Linked DNA regions of Mus musculus: regions 1 and 3 are each linked to region 2. The links are chromatin contacts, called in public promoter capture Hi-C maps. All regions are on one chromosome and are shown on one strand. Each heading gives the region's core, a stretch centred on a gene start, on an enhancer-like site or on the middle of the called end of the contact. The rest is flanking DNA. Distances are from core to core; before and after follow the strand shown. Region 1 holds the start of Syt3 (synaptotagmin III). Region 2 holds the start of Kcnj11 (potassium inwardly rectifying channel, subfamily J, member 11). Region 3 holds the start of Ptpn5 (protein tyrosine phosphatase, non-receptor type 5).

What was found. Promoter capture Hi-C pulls out the DNA fragments that hold promoters and counts their contacts. Capture Hi-C pulls out chosen DNA fragments and counts their contacts.
Region 1: a contact with region 2 is called in a promoter capture Hi-C map of adipose tissue, with 3 times the contacts expected there. The contact joins the promoter of Syt3 here to the promoter of Kcnj11 in region 2. A contact is called at or near these places in 3 of 39 promoter capture datasets (cranial neural crest and liver) and 2 of 9 other capture datasets (adipose tissue and liver).
Region 3: a promoter capture Hi-C map of embryonic stem cells shows a contact between it and region 2, with 4 times the contacts expected there. The contact joins the promoter of Ptpn5 here to the promoter of Kcnj11 in region 2. A contact is called at or near these places in 1 of 39 promoter capture datasets (embryonic stem cells), 1 of 484 Hi-C or Micro-C datasets (pro-B cells) and 1 of 9 other capture datasets (embryonic stem cells).

The regions. Positions count from the first base shown.
Region 1 is chr7:44,382,068-44,386,600 of GRCm38.p6, reverse strand. It overlaps Syt3 (synaptotagmin III), which reads right to left and starts at 2,475. Exons shown (of 11, transcript NM_001114116.1): 1 at 2,425-2,475; 2 at 1,652-1,795; 3 at 480-645. The coding sequence starts at 630. It also overlaps a transcript of 1700008O03Rik not described here.
Region 2 is chr7:46,098,078-46,102,295 of GRCm38.p6, reverse strand. Kcnj11 (potassium inwardly rectifying channel, subfamily J, member 11) reads left to right here and starts at 2,059. Exons shown (of 1, transcript NM_010602.3): 1 at 2,059-4,218. The coding sequence starts at 2,399. The coding sequence ends at 3,571.
Region 3 is chr7:47,130,333-47,134,476 of GRCm38.p6, reverse strand. It overlaps Ptpn5 (protein tyrosine phosphatase, non-receptor type 5), which reads left to right and starts at 1,879. Exons shown (of 14, transcript NM_001163565.1): 1 at 1,879-2,199.

The DNA of each region.
Region 1 (4,533 bases), core at 1,226-3,725, 1.7 Mb after region 2:
CATCCTTTGGCTGACTTAGTCTGTAGCTTTTTGGTGTAATGAATTTTTCTAGAGCTAGCTATGGTGGTTCATATTTGTAATCCCAGCACCTGAGAGACTGAGGCAGGAGGGTTATTTTAAGTTTGAGACCAACCAGGCCTCCATAATGCTTTATCTGATCCCCAACTTCCTCCTCACCTCAAAAAAAAAAAAAAAGGATTCAATTCATGATTTCTGACAGGGATATTTCATGGCTGTAATTAGGAAGAGGTAGGCCTATGGGACAAAACTCTAAGGTCAGGGGTTAGATGGACCAAGCACACAGCTATTTCTCCCATTTCAGTGGTTTGGAGATAAAGCAAAGACAGAGGCAAGGCTCTCAATGGAGCTAGCCATAAAGGGAGTGAAAGCTGAGTGGCTCTGCTCTGACCTTCCCAAGTCTTTGCCCTTATGGAGTTGGGTAGCAGTCAGTGGCTAGTTGGGACAGCTGGGGTTCTGACCTGCATCCGGACCCCGGGGATATCCTCTGATCCGCAGTTCGTTGAACTCTTGACACCTATCATTGGTATCAGCATCTCGGACCCGTGCACAGAGGTCTGAGACCAGGATGAGCGCCCGCCGACAGAGGTCATCTTCATAGTCCCCAGACATAGTGGCCACGTGATCCTATACTTAAGAGTGGGGTGGGCAGAGCTGCAGAAAGAGACAGGGACAGGTGCAGGGAGAAGGAGGGAGAAGGTCTGGTAGGGAGGCAAAGGTCAGAAGGTGGTGGCTCGGGGACCAGGATTAGAGGATGAAAATGACAGATGTTATAGTCACTTCTTGGGGTCACCATCTAATGAGAGTGGTTAAGGAGCAAACGGATCAACAGAGCCACACCAAAAGGCAAGGTACTCTCAGACGAAAGGAATGTGCCCCCAAGGGGCCACAGACTGAAAGTCAGGATGGGTACTCTGAGACCCAAAGGAAGGTTGGAGGCAGCCATCAACAGTAGGCAGCCAGGCTGTGGCAGGTAAGAGCATTTTGGGCAGCTGCAACATCATTGGTGGGAGGCTTAGGGTGGGAAACTGCTGGAGGGTCAGAGGAAGGAGAGTCAGGTGTGTGGCAGAAACCCCGAGCTGAGAGAAGGGGAGCTAAGAGGACAGATAGAGATAAGAGGAAAGGACCAAGTGAAGTCGGGTAGCCAGGGAAAGATAGACACAGAATTCGGAGTATAGAGGTTCAGGACAGAGGCTGGGGAACAGCGTGTACTTCATTATATCCGAGACATGGTGCACACACAGAGAGAAGTGAAGCCAGGGAGGCAGGGGTGTGGGCAGAAATACCTTCCAATGAGACACAGGTAGATCAGAAGAGAGAGAGAAAAGATGCTGAATTCCAGGTTGGACAACCAGACAATGGCTGGAGACCTCAGATACAAGGCAAGAGAAGAGAGTTGGGAACACAGACAGACAGAAGCATGGTCAGTTTAAAAAAAAAAAAAAGGAGAACAGGAGAGAGAGGTGGAGGTGGGCGAGGAGGGAGTAACACAAGGTAAGGTTTGGAGCTAGACATTAGACATCGGTGGGAAAGAGCCCCCCCCCCCCCCGAGGGAAAGAACGAGGGCCAGACAGTCAAGAGAAGCCAGGCTGCTAAGGAAGACTGACTGCCATTTGGCCAGGGTCAGACTCACCTGTGCTTACCCCTGCCTTGTCCTGGGTGGCAGCCGAGGCGGCGGGGGGCGGTAGCCCATGGGGATTGCAGGGTGGACGAGCCTAGCCGCTGCGGACCGGTCTCCACGCTTGCCAGGTGGCAAGAAGGGGGGCTGGTGACTGATCTAGGGACCCAAATCGGGAGGGAAAAAATCAGCCCAAGCTTTGCATCTTGCCCGACTCGAAGTAGCTGCGCGACCCCAGATGACCCCGGTGAGGTCCAGCCGCCCCCTCCCACCTCCGTGCCCCCAGCAGCTAGTTAAAAGCTTAGGGACTACAACTCCCAGCTGGTCTTGCTGCTAGTGCTACTGCAGCTTTATCGCACCAGAGCTGCAAGGGCTGCTGGGAGTTGAAGTCCTCAATGCGTCTCCGGTCTGCAGAATATGGGATTTTTTGGGGGAGTGGTGCTGGAAGGGTTAAAATGTCAGGGTCCCAAGACGCTGCAGGAGAGGGGAAAGGAGTCCAAGATCTCCAGAGGTCACGTAGCTCTAATCACTTAGGGGTCATGAGATGGGTCACTAATCCCCATACTCTGGGGATGGGTGGGCAAGGGTGAAGTGCACCCAGGTGTATTGGAATCAAGATCCCCCTTTTTCCAGGGCCACGTGCCCCTCCCCTGGAGCGTCCAGCTGGCACTGCAGACTCAGCTCCCCAGCTCCAGATGCGCCCCTATTTGCACCGACCTCCGCGCCCCCACTTGGGGCCGCCCCCTTGGGATGAGGTTGGGGCGGGGGAGGGGGAGGGGCGGACTCACCGGAGCCCCGGCTGCTGCAGCCCGGAGCGCGCGCGCGCCCGCCTGCCCGCTGCCGCGGTGCCCGCCTGGCTCCTCCCCACCCCTGTCGCAGCTCCTCGGCTCCTCCCAAGCCCTTTCCCCCCCCCTCCCCCGCCAGCCCATGCAACCCAAAAGCCAAAATCCGTATGGCCCTAGTGTGCACCTCCCTGGACTCTGGTTGCAGTTTCGCCCCAGTTGAGAGGCCACCTGAGGGAACTAGAAGGTTAGGATTCAGAGGTCCCAGGCCACAAAAACTCCTTTCTCCAGGGAGCAAGATCTCAGGGTTTACAGCTGAGCAGGCTGGAATGAAAGCTGGCCACAGTAAGTCTCATATTTTAGGTAGAGCCACAGGCACTGGATTTGAATCCTGCCCTAGTCCCCTTGAGACTCTTAGCATCCCAGATCCCGATGTCCAGCACAATACAATGAAATTATCTCCTAAGGGATGTAGTTTGAGAAACCAGTCAGTGTGCATCAAAAACACTGGCACCAAGTGGGTGCTTAATGACTACTTACAGGCACAGAGCATCCGGTTTTTACCACATTAATAGCAGCTAATGAAAATTGCCACTCACCATTACCAATGTTAGGAGTTAAGAGCTTTGAAGATGGCTTCTCATGGAATATTCACTTTGGTATAAGGATGAATGCAATCAAGGTATTCCCATTTCACAGAACAATTGAGGCCCGTGGAGATTCAATTCCTCCCACGAGGTCCTGATCTACACAAAAGCAGCCCAGAGGGGTGGCTTGGAAGTTAGTGTCTCACTCAATTGCTATTGTCCTCCCGCCAGCCAGTTATACAAAATAAACACAGCTTCCAAGGCCTGATGGCAGAGACCTTTCATCCCAGTTGCTCTGGATGGGGAGGGAAGAGGATAGAAAGTTCCAGGTCAACCTGGGCTACGGATGAGTTCAAGACCAGCCTCTGCAGATTGAGTGAGACCCTGTCCAAAAATAAGAGAGAGCTGGGGATGTAGTGCAGCAGTAGAAGCCCTGTCTAGAATCCTCCAGTGAGGAGCTGGGGGCATTGATGAGAAGTGGAGCCTTTGTCTAGTAGAATCTCCCAGGAAAGCAAAGCGCTTGGTCTGATAGCCTAAAAAACCAGTGTTTGCTTGGCATATCTGAGACTCTGGGTTCAAAGCAACTCTTCCCCTTGTAGCGTATGCATGCAATTTGCAGTTGTTATATATCAGAAGCCTCCGAAAAAGATAGCTGGCTCCATCCAGGGTCCATGTTTATGCTGCTAGCATCTTCTCACAGGAGTCTGAGGAAGCATGCACGGGGGCCTGGCCACCAAAGGTGCGGCGAACGGCCTTAGTGGCTAGTCAGCTCCATGCCAGCCATGGAGCTCAGCCTGACCAGGCGGTGACACACACTCAGAAATGTGCACACAGATGGGCTTGCCAGCTTCACGTGACACATCTTCAAAGAAACACTGTGAGTCTGAGGCAGCTCAGATGCTGCGAGGCAGCTGCAGCAAGAACCAGCCATCTGTGCGACTCGGGAAAATGCATGCGTGTTTAATGCCAGCTCAGCACACTGTATGACTTCCGCTGGGTTAGTTCCTAACTGCCTTACTTTTTCTCTTTAAAAATGAGGACGATTTTTAAATTAACAAACAACGAACAAACAAAAGTTTGGACACTAGGCTTTACTCTGAAGTCCAAACCAGATGAGAACTAGTAATCCTCCTGCCTCTGCTTTCTGAGTGCTAGTACTGCTGGCTGGTACCACTACACCCCACTAAGATGATGATAATTGGTACACACGTGTGCATGTATGTGCATGTATGTGCGTGCGAATGCATGCACATGCGATGTACAGGTATCAGGGTGTCATCTGTCTCAGTTTTTGGCTGGCTTGTGAGATCCATGGATCTATCTGCTTCTACCTCCCAGAGAGGAAATTAAAGTGGGGGCTTGCCACCACACCTGGCTTTTTATGTTGTTCTGGGGTACAACTCATAACATGTTTGCTCAGTAAGCACTTTACTGATGAGTTTTCTCCCGGGCCTGAAAATGATAATTTAGAAATAAAAATCAGATATTGCACCATTATTTCGAAGATTAAATTAAATTATCCTGAGCT
Region 2 (4,218 bases), core at 810-3,309:
GCAGAGGAAGTACAAGGAAGTTTAAGAATGCCTAAGGCCATCCTGGCCCAAATCCCTCCACAACGATCTAATTAGTGGTCCACCAATTCAGACTTGGGTCCCTCCACCAGGTGGGCCAACTCTGGCTACTGTCATCAGAACAAACTCTGGCATATGTCAATCAAAGACTGTCCTCTACTCCACCCTATGCACAGGCCAAGCAAACCTGCTAGTCATGGCTCCTTTACCCACAGGGACTTCTGCATAGATGTCCAAAGTCCCTAGAGCCCCTCTCCAAGGGTTCCTTTCTCATGGCTAAAAGTTGAAGTGGCCTCGGAGATTTCTTGTGTGGCTGTGTTCTTAAACTGCCTACCCTTGTGTTATCCTCCCTGCCTCAGGCATAAACGGCCCTATCAGTATAGTCCAGCTCTCCCTCGCTCTTTGTAGCAGGGTCCACGATACCTACCAGCAGATCTGGAAAGAAGAAAATGCCATCTGAAAGTCCCCTGCTCAAAAGGAAACTGTCCCATGGTGGCCCGCATTCCCAGTGCCCCTATTACCCTAGCTCCAGCCTCAAGCCTTCACTCAAGCTACACAGTGGGTAGAGGTCTGTCTCAAGAGTCTGAGCCCCAGGGCAAGCCATTACAGCTCCATCAATCTCCAGGAGCCACTCCAGGGTGGCATCTGCAATGGAAACATCACTACTGTTCTTGACAAAAACCTGGGTCACCTACTCTGTACCCAAGCTAGCCCTGAATCAGCTGCTCAGGCCCAAACTCTCTCTCTCTCTCTCTCTCTCTCTCTCTCTCTCTCTCTCTCTCTCTCACACACACACACACACACACACACACACACACACACACACACACACACACCCAGGGCTAAAGGGAAGAAACCAGTCTGAAGGTCTACAGGGTGCAAAGCAGACACTGGCAGAACAAACCCTCTTAAAACTCAGGGACGGTAGCCAGGGCCTTGCGGTGCACTTGCAATCCCAGAACTCTGGGAGTGGAGGCAGAAGTTCAAGGTCATACTCTGCTACATGCCAAGTTTGAAGCCATCCTGGGCTATAAGAAATCCTGTCTTGAATAGGTAAATAAGCAAATAAATAAACAAATAAGTAAATAAATAGATGTAGGATCAAAAATAATCCTCAAAGGGAAGAAGAATCGTCGGTTGAGAAGTTCTGAGACTAATATTTCTCTCACCCCTGCCCCTGCGTTGATGATGTAACCTTTCGCTGCCTTCTTTCCCTGGGTATCAAGTGCTGTGTAAGAGGCAGGTAAGACTTAACTATGGACCGGGCAAAAATAGAAGTCAGGGGTATAGGGGCCGCTGAACCAACCTAAGAGAATTCCACAAAAGCAACTTCTTCAGAGCCATCCTCAGTTTGAAGCCCCATGGCCTGGCTGAGGACAGTGAGCAGGCAAGGGCGGGACGAGAATCCTCTGTGGGCGGGGCTTGCGTCTAGGCCCACCTCTACCTCTCAGGAGCCGATCTGGCGCCCTCTGGCGGCGGAGGCTGCACTCGCTCTCGGGAGCCCCCCGCCCGCAGCCTCCCACCCCCACCGCGCACGGGTCGGTGCCTGAGGACGGGCTCACAGACACACGCCAGGGAAGCCGGCCGGGAGTGAGCAACCCGGAGTGGGAGGGGGCAGGGAGGTGGCCGCTGCTTGAGCAGCACGAGCAGGTGCGGCGGCGACAGGCGGGGTGGGAACGGAGCGGCGGCGGGGGCTGCGGGCGGGCGGCAGGGCAGCAGGGAGGCCGCGACGCGGAGCCACTGGGGTCTGGGCGGCGGGGGGCGAGGGGATCCAGAGCGTAGACGGTTGCGGGGTGACTCGAAGGGCACCGGATCCCAAGGAGACTAGAGGACAAGGGCTAGAGAAGGAACGGGAGAGCGGCGAGGGAGCCAGGGGAGGGGTGGGATGGGAAATCCGGGGCACACCTGGAGAGGAGACTGGGTCAAGAAGTAAGGCTGGTCCTTGGAGGGGACCGGGGACAGAAGTGGGTGAGGTCAGAGAAGAGCGCGGGGGGGGGGGTGCTGAGGGGGGGGTCGAGTGAGGGCTGGTAAGTTGGGAGACCCGGAGGTGACAAGTTCTGAGGTGGTTTGAGAAGAAAGGCTGGGCCAGGGAAAGGGAGTTAGAGGGGGGTCCTGGGGCGGTGGAGGAGAGCTGAGCGGGTAGAGCACAAGCTGGGTTGGGGGCTCAGTAAGCAATGAGCAGGTGGAGCCGGCATCTGAGGCTAGTAGTATAAAGAGAAGCAGAACCCAGCTGAGGGGCATACCAGCCTAGAGGTTGGTACAAGCTTAGGGTAACCTGAGGAGAGGGCTCAGAGAGGGGGACCCCACAAAGAGGCCCTAGGCCAAGCCAGTGTAGTGCCTCCCCCCATGGGGGAAACCCCTTCCCGGGGCCAACGGAGCCATGCTGTCCCGAAAGGGCATTATCCCTGAGGAATATGTGCTGACCCGGCTGGCAGAGGACCCTGCAGAGCCCAGGTACCGTACTCGAGAGAGGAGGGCCCGCTTCGTGTCCAAGAAAGGCAACTGCAACGTCGCCCACAAGAACATTCGAGAGCAGGGCCGCTTCCTGCAGGATGTGTTCACCACGCTGGTGGACCTCAAATGGCCACACACTCTGCTCATTTTCACCATGTCCTTCCTGTGCAGCTGGCTGCTCTTTGCCATGGTCTGGTGGCTCATCGCCTTCGCCCACGGTGACCTGGCCCCCGGAGAGGGCACCAATGTGCCCTGCGTCACAAGCATCCACTCCTTTTCATCTGCCTTCCTTTTCTCCATCGAGGTCCAGGTGACCATTGGTTTCGGCGGGCGCATGGTGACAGAGGAATGTCCCCTGGCCATCCTCATTCTCATTGTGCAGAATATCGTCGGGCTGATGATCAACGCCATCATGCTGGGCTGCATCTTCATGAAAACGGCCCAGGCCCATCGGCGGGCAGAAACCCTCATCTTCAGCAAGCATGCTGTGATCACCCTGCGCCATGGCCGCCTGTGCTTCATGCTGCGCGTAGGGGACCTCCGAAAGAGCATGATCATTAGCGCCACCATCCACATGCAGGTGGTGCGCAAGACCACCAGCCCCGAGGGCGAAGTTGTGCCTCTCCACCAGGTAGACATCCCCATGGAGAATGGCGTGGGTGGTAACGGCATCTTCCTGGTGGCCCCACTCATCATCTACCACGTCATCGACTCCAACAGCCCGCTCTACGACCTGGCTCCTAGTGACCTGCACCACCACCAGGACCTGGAGATCATTGTCATCTTGGAAGGCGTGGTAGAAACCACGGGCATCACCACCCAGGCCCGCACCTCCTACCTAGCTGACGAGATTCTATGGGGGCAGCGCTTTGTCCCCATTGTGGCCGAGGAGGACGGCCGCTATTCTGTGGACTACTCCAAATTTGGTAACACCATTAAAGTGCCCACACCACTCTGCACAGCCCGCCAGCTTGATGAGGACCGCAGTCTGCTGGATGCCCTGACCCTCGCCTCGTCGCGGGGGCCCCTGCGCAAGCGCAGTGTGGCTGTGGCGAAGGCCAAGCCCAAGTTTAGCATCTCTCCAGATTCCTTGTCCTGAGTTGCAGTTCCTCAGGCCCCCACTCACTTGTGTGGGCACGTGGAAAGTGAAGTATGGTATGTAGAGTGGTGGGGTGCGAGCCTCTTGGCCAGACGAGGGTCTGGTGTGGGACAAGACCCTGCTCGGCTCAGCCTCCCCGCTGCTGTGTGTCTGGGGTGTTACAAGATACTTGTCACTATGCTATTTCTGGCCCCAGCAGGAGCCTGTACCGGGTTATTTTTGTTCCTGCTCCTCCCAGGCTCAGCTCGGGACTGGTTTACCCCTGTGTCCCTGCCCAACGGTGGGGAGACCACAGAAGGTTCAGGGCCTCTAAAGCTAAGGTCTCAAAGCCCGTCTTGGCCCTCCATGATTCATCTTGCCACAAGCAGACAGGTAATTGGGCAAAAGCAACCCCCCAAGTTGGCAGCCTATTGTTGTTTCTGTAGCCACTAAGAAATACCTGGCCAGGCCCCAGCCCTGTTCGTGCCATGCTGAAGTATCCTGCCAGCCAGGGAGGAAGGTGGGTGTCAGAGCATGGGAGCTGAGGAGCCCACACAGACACGGCGGGATAAGTCTACCTAGGCTCACCTCCATAAGGCAGGCTTGTGTGAGGCAGGGGGACAAGAAGGGGGCAAATGATTGGAGACCTTTCTAGTCCTGTGCAGACA
Region 3 (4,144 bases), core at 630-3,129, 1.0 Mb before region 2:
TGGCGCTGACAGGCTCAGGGAGGGGCAGCAGGTCCACAAGCACTCCTGGGCAGCCAGGGAGTACGCCCTGGTTGTCACACTGACACCTTCCTCCCCACTGCCTGGAAAGGAAATTCCTAGAGGGTAAGCAGGAGACCTAGCTTGCCTCTGTGCCTTTCCTAGGCAAAAGAAAAGACCCAGCTTAGGGCCTTCAGACGCTGATGAATCCTTCTGTGCTGAGAATCAAGGAGAGCAAAGTCACTGTCTGGAAGTCTAGAGTGCATCTAGGTGGGGAAGGCGAGTGTCTCTGGAAACACAGCTTTAGCTGTCCCTTGGATGAAATGGAGAACCGCTATAGGCTGTGGGATAAAGGACTGATATTTCTCTCAGACCACCGCATAGAGGATGATCTGAGGGTGGCCAGGGAGGTTCCAAGGAGAAGGTGACACTTGGTGTTGAGAATTGCACAAAGAATGGGGGTTTGTGGGAGGATGCATTCCAGGCTAAAGCACAGTGAGGTCAATGGCCTAGAGATGGGAGAACAGCAGTTTGGTGACAGGGGAAAACTGCAAGGCAGCATAAGAAACCGGAGCACCTCTGGGTACACAAAAACGAAGGTTTTAACTACCATAGGAAAACACGAGGAGCAGGCCTGCAATCCTAACTAGGAGAATCACCAAAGACCTCATGGAAGTAGCACATTAAAGAGGTAACGGGAGAAAGGGAAGCCATATGGCTTTCTGGAGCGGAGAGATTAACAATGTGAAGGTCCTGGGGCCTGAGAGGCTGCCATCTTGGTTATGGCCACAGATTGGGAGGAAGGAGTGAAGGGCAGGAAGTGAAGTTAGAGCATTAAAGGACGCCTGCTCATGAAGACCCTCCCAGGCTATAACGGGCGCTTTGGTGAATGCAATGGCCATCGGCTGTGGGAGTTCTGACAAAGGATAGATGCAACCTGGTGCGCATTTCTTTCTTTCTTCCTTTTTTTCCTGGTGCGCTTTTCAAAAGGATCGCTCGGAGTACTCTGTAAAGAAACAGCTGCAGGTGGCCAGGGACGGAAGACTAGTAAAGAGGCTACTGCGGAAATTTAAGCTACAGAGGAGAGCAGTGGCTGGAACCATTCTTTTTAGTAGCCGCGTCCTGCTTCTCATTTTCGCCATGTAAAACTGCTGCGTGTGCGATCCACTCTGCCCCCACAGAGCCTGCAGTGGGGTGAAATGTCAGGAACAAGCCCCGGAGAAGGTAAGATTGGAAAAAATGCCACAACTGGGCAGCCCTTGGAACCCTGGCGCCCACATGAAAGCAAAGCGGATGGGTGCCTGTCCCGCTGCATAAGTCAGGAGAGCTAACCCCGATGGAGAGAGAGGTGTCCACCCGCTCTTGCTCTACAGAGACAGAAAAAGAAGGAGTGGGAAGTAAGGCGCCTCCTCCGAGTCCTGGAACAGGTCCTGAGCTCCCGGGTATGCAGTGCTCCGCGGGTACAGGTGCCAGCTACAGCATCCCCCTGTGCACCAACACTCCCAACCCAGTTCTGACCCCTTTGTCTAGCTTGCCTCTACCCTCATCCATCTGTCTGTCCGTCCTGCTCCAGATAAAATGTGTACAGCCCTAGTGGGGTCCCTCTGGCGGTTGCCGTAGTCGCGCAGCCCCGACCCGGGGCTCCGGAGAGAAGAAAATCATGAATGAAATGGATGCGGCGCTCCCACTCCCCCGCCCTCTCAGTCCAGGCAACCTTGGCATGGGGGCGGCGCCTGTGGGGACTCCGTACAGAGTTGTGGCGGGTGAGGGGGCACTGGAGATGGGATCCCATGTTAAGGGTCTGTGGTCCGCCCCTCTAGAGCCCTAGGCGATGCTGGAGCTCCCCACCCCCACCCCGCCAAGCGGGCGAGCCCTGCGCAATTCCCGGGGAGCGGCGCAAGCCCGTCCGGGGGCGGGGCGGAGCCCGGGCTGGGGGTGCCCAGCAGACCCGGCAGCTGCACCCGCGACTCTGCAGTTCAGGCGCATTTGGTGGGGCGATTGGGCAGGGAGCACGCAAGGAGAGCGGGACTGAGGGCTCCGCGGACAGACCGACAGACGGACGCCCCCGCACACGCAGACGCACCGAGCTCCGCACGGCCCCTGTCACACACAGACAGGGACACACGCAGACACGCACACTCGCGCGCTCACATCCTCCCGCCAGCCTGCTTGTCCGCCGGCGCCTGGAGCCCGCTCTGGCCGGTAAGTGCGGCGCCTTTGTGTGAGAAGCCGGGAGGCATTGGTACGGGGTCCCCTCTGGGGCGGCAGCGAAATTGACATCTCCTCCAATCCACCGAACCCAGGAGCCCGAGTCCGCCCCCGCCACGCCCCCCGTAGGGAGCCCCAAAGACTGGAAGTGGGGTCCCCAATGCAGGGGAGGGGGCTTGTGGTTGGGGACCACGGAAGGAGCGGCCGCCACTCCCCGTGCTCTTGCGTGGTTCCAAGGAGGGATTCAGATAGTGGACCAGGTCTGAGCTTCTGCGGCCCAGGCTGGTGTGCAGCTCTCAGCTGCAGCGCCTCTGAACCCCCAGAGAGGGGTGATGGAAATGGTAGCTAGCCAGCTGGTTGCCAAATTGTGCCTTCCCCGAGACCCTTTAGCCATCCGCCACTGGGTTCCAAAATAGATTCCCGGTGCATTTCCCCTCCCCCCGACATATTGCTTTTTTTTTTTTTTCCTGGAGGAGGCCCAGGCTCCTACAAAGCTTGGGTCAGAATCCTCATCAAGGATCAATTAGAGAGTGAAGTAGCATCTTGGGGCCGGGAAAAAAAAAAACTCATTTGATAGCTTCATTCTCCAGACAGGGAAACTGAGGCCAGTGAGGTGGTAAGGCCAAGGTCACTAGCGAGTTAGTAGCACAGCATGCATCGGAATCTGGGGCGCTTGGTTTTTATACCCATTTTCTCCCCCTACACAATCAGACCTAATCCCCAGGAAACCCCAGAGCCCAGAAATTCACGTGAGTACGCCAGGTGAGTCTTGACAGTGCTGGCCCTTCCCCCAACTGAAGCTGAAGATGCCATTCATTTCCTGTCATCCTTGCTGGTTTAAAAAAAAAAAATGGGAGTGGGTGCTTTAATTTGCCTCATTTCGCCTCTAGGGGGGCTCTGTTTTGCAAGCATCCATGGTTTGGAAGGTAATTTGGAGAATGAAGCAGAAATTCGATTCCTGGCGTGGCTCTAGCCCTTCCAGGAGTTGCTAAGCCTGAGGGTCCCCAGTTGGACCAGGTGATGTGGCATTCCATGCTTCATCTCTTCACTTAACTTTGGGATGACCACACGCCTTCCCAGTCAGGCACTCTGCCGTCCTCCATGAGCACCCACTTTTGCTCATCCAACCATGTCTTTGTAGAGGTCTAATCATCCTTCCTTTATGGAGTCCCCCAGGTCCCCACTGATGGCTCTTTTTCTTGCTGTTTACGAAGGCTGGCCTCTTGGTATTGCTGAGAAAGCTGACAAGGAAGCTTGAGTTACAGCTGCACCAGGCTCCCTCAAGGGCAGCTAGGTGTCCCCATGCAGAGTGGGCTGTCTGGTGACAGAAGGTGCCAAGAGAGGCTGGCTAGAGAGTTCAACCACAACTTGATGGAGAAAAGATGAAGTTGGTCACCTTGGAGAGTTCAGATGAGATAGGGTCCAAGTTAAGATCAAGTTCAGTATCTAGGGGCATGAGGCTGTCTCAAGGGCTTTCTTCTTGAGTTAGGTAAGCAGCCTAACATGGAGCAGGGCAGAGGTGGCCTCATAACAGCTCCAGGAACCACCACTGGCATCGTTAGTCTAAGTAGATGGTACCCTCCTCCTCCTAAGAGGCACCATTTACACTGACCTCATAAAGAACTGTGGCACTTAGGTGTGGGATATGCCAAAGCCCCCACCCTGAGAGAGGGACACCTTGGTCCTAGGTCCAGCTCCTCCTCCTCCTCCTCCTCCTCGCCACTGTGTAGTTCAGAGGTTTCTTGTAACCTCTCTGCAGCACACTTTCTCCTTAAGGAAAATTCTCTCATGTCCAGGATTTCAGGTCTGCACTATTCATTGGGGTTAGCCGGGGGGCGGGGGGGGGGGGGTCGGGGGAGGGGAAGAGCATTTATTTATATGACTACTCTGGGCCTGGTTTCCTCTTCTTTCACTTTGTGAGGGAATGTTGACTGACTTA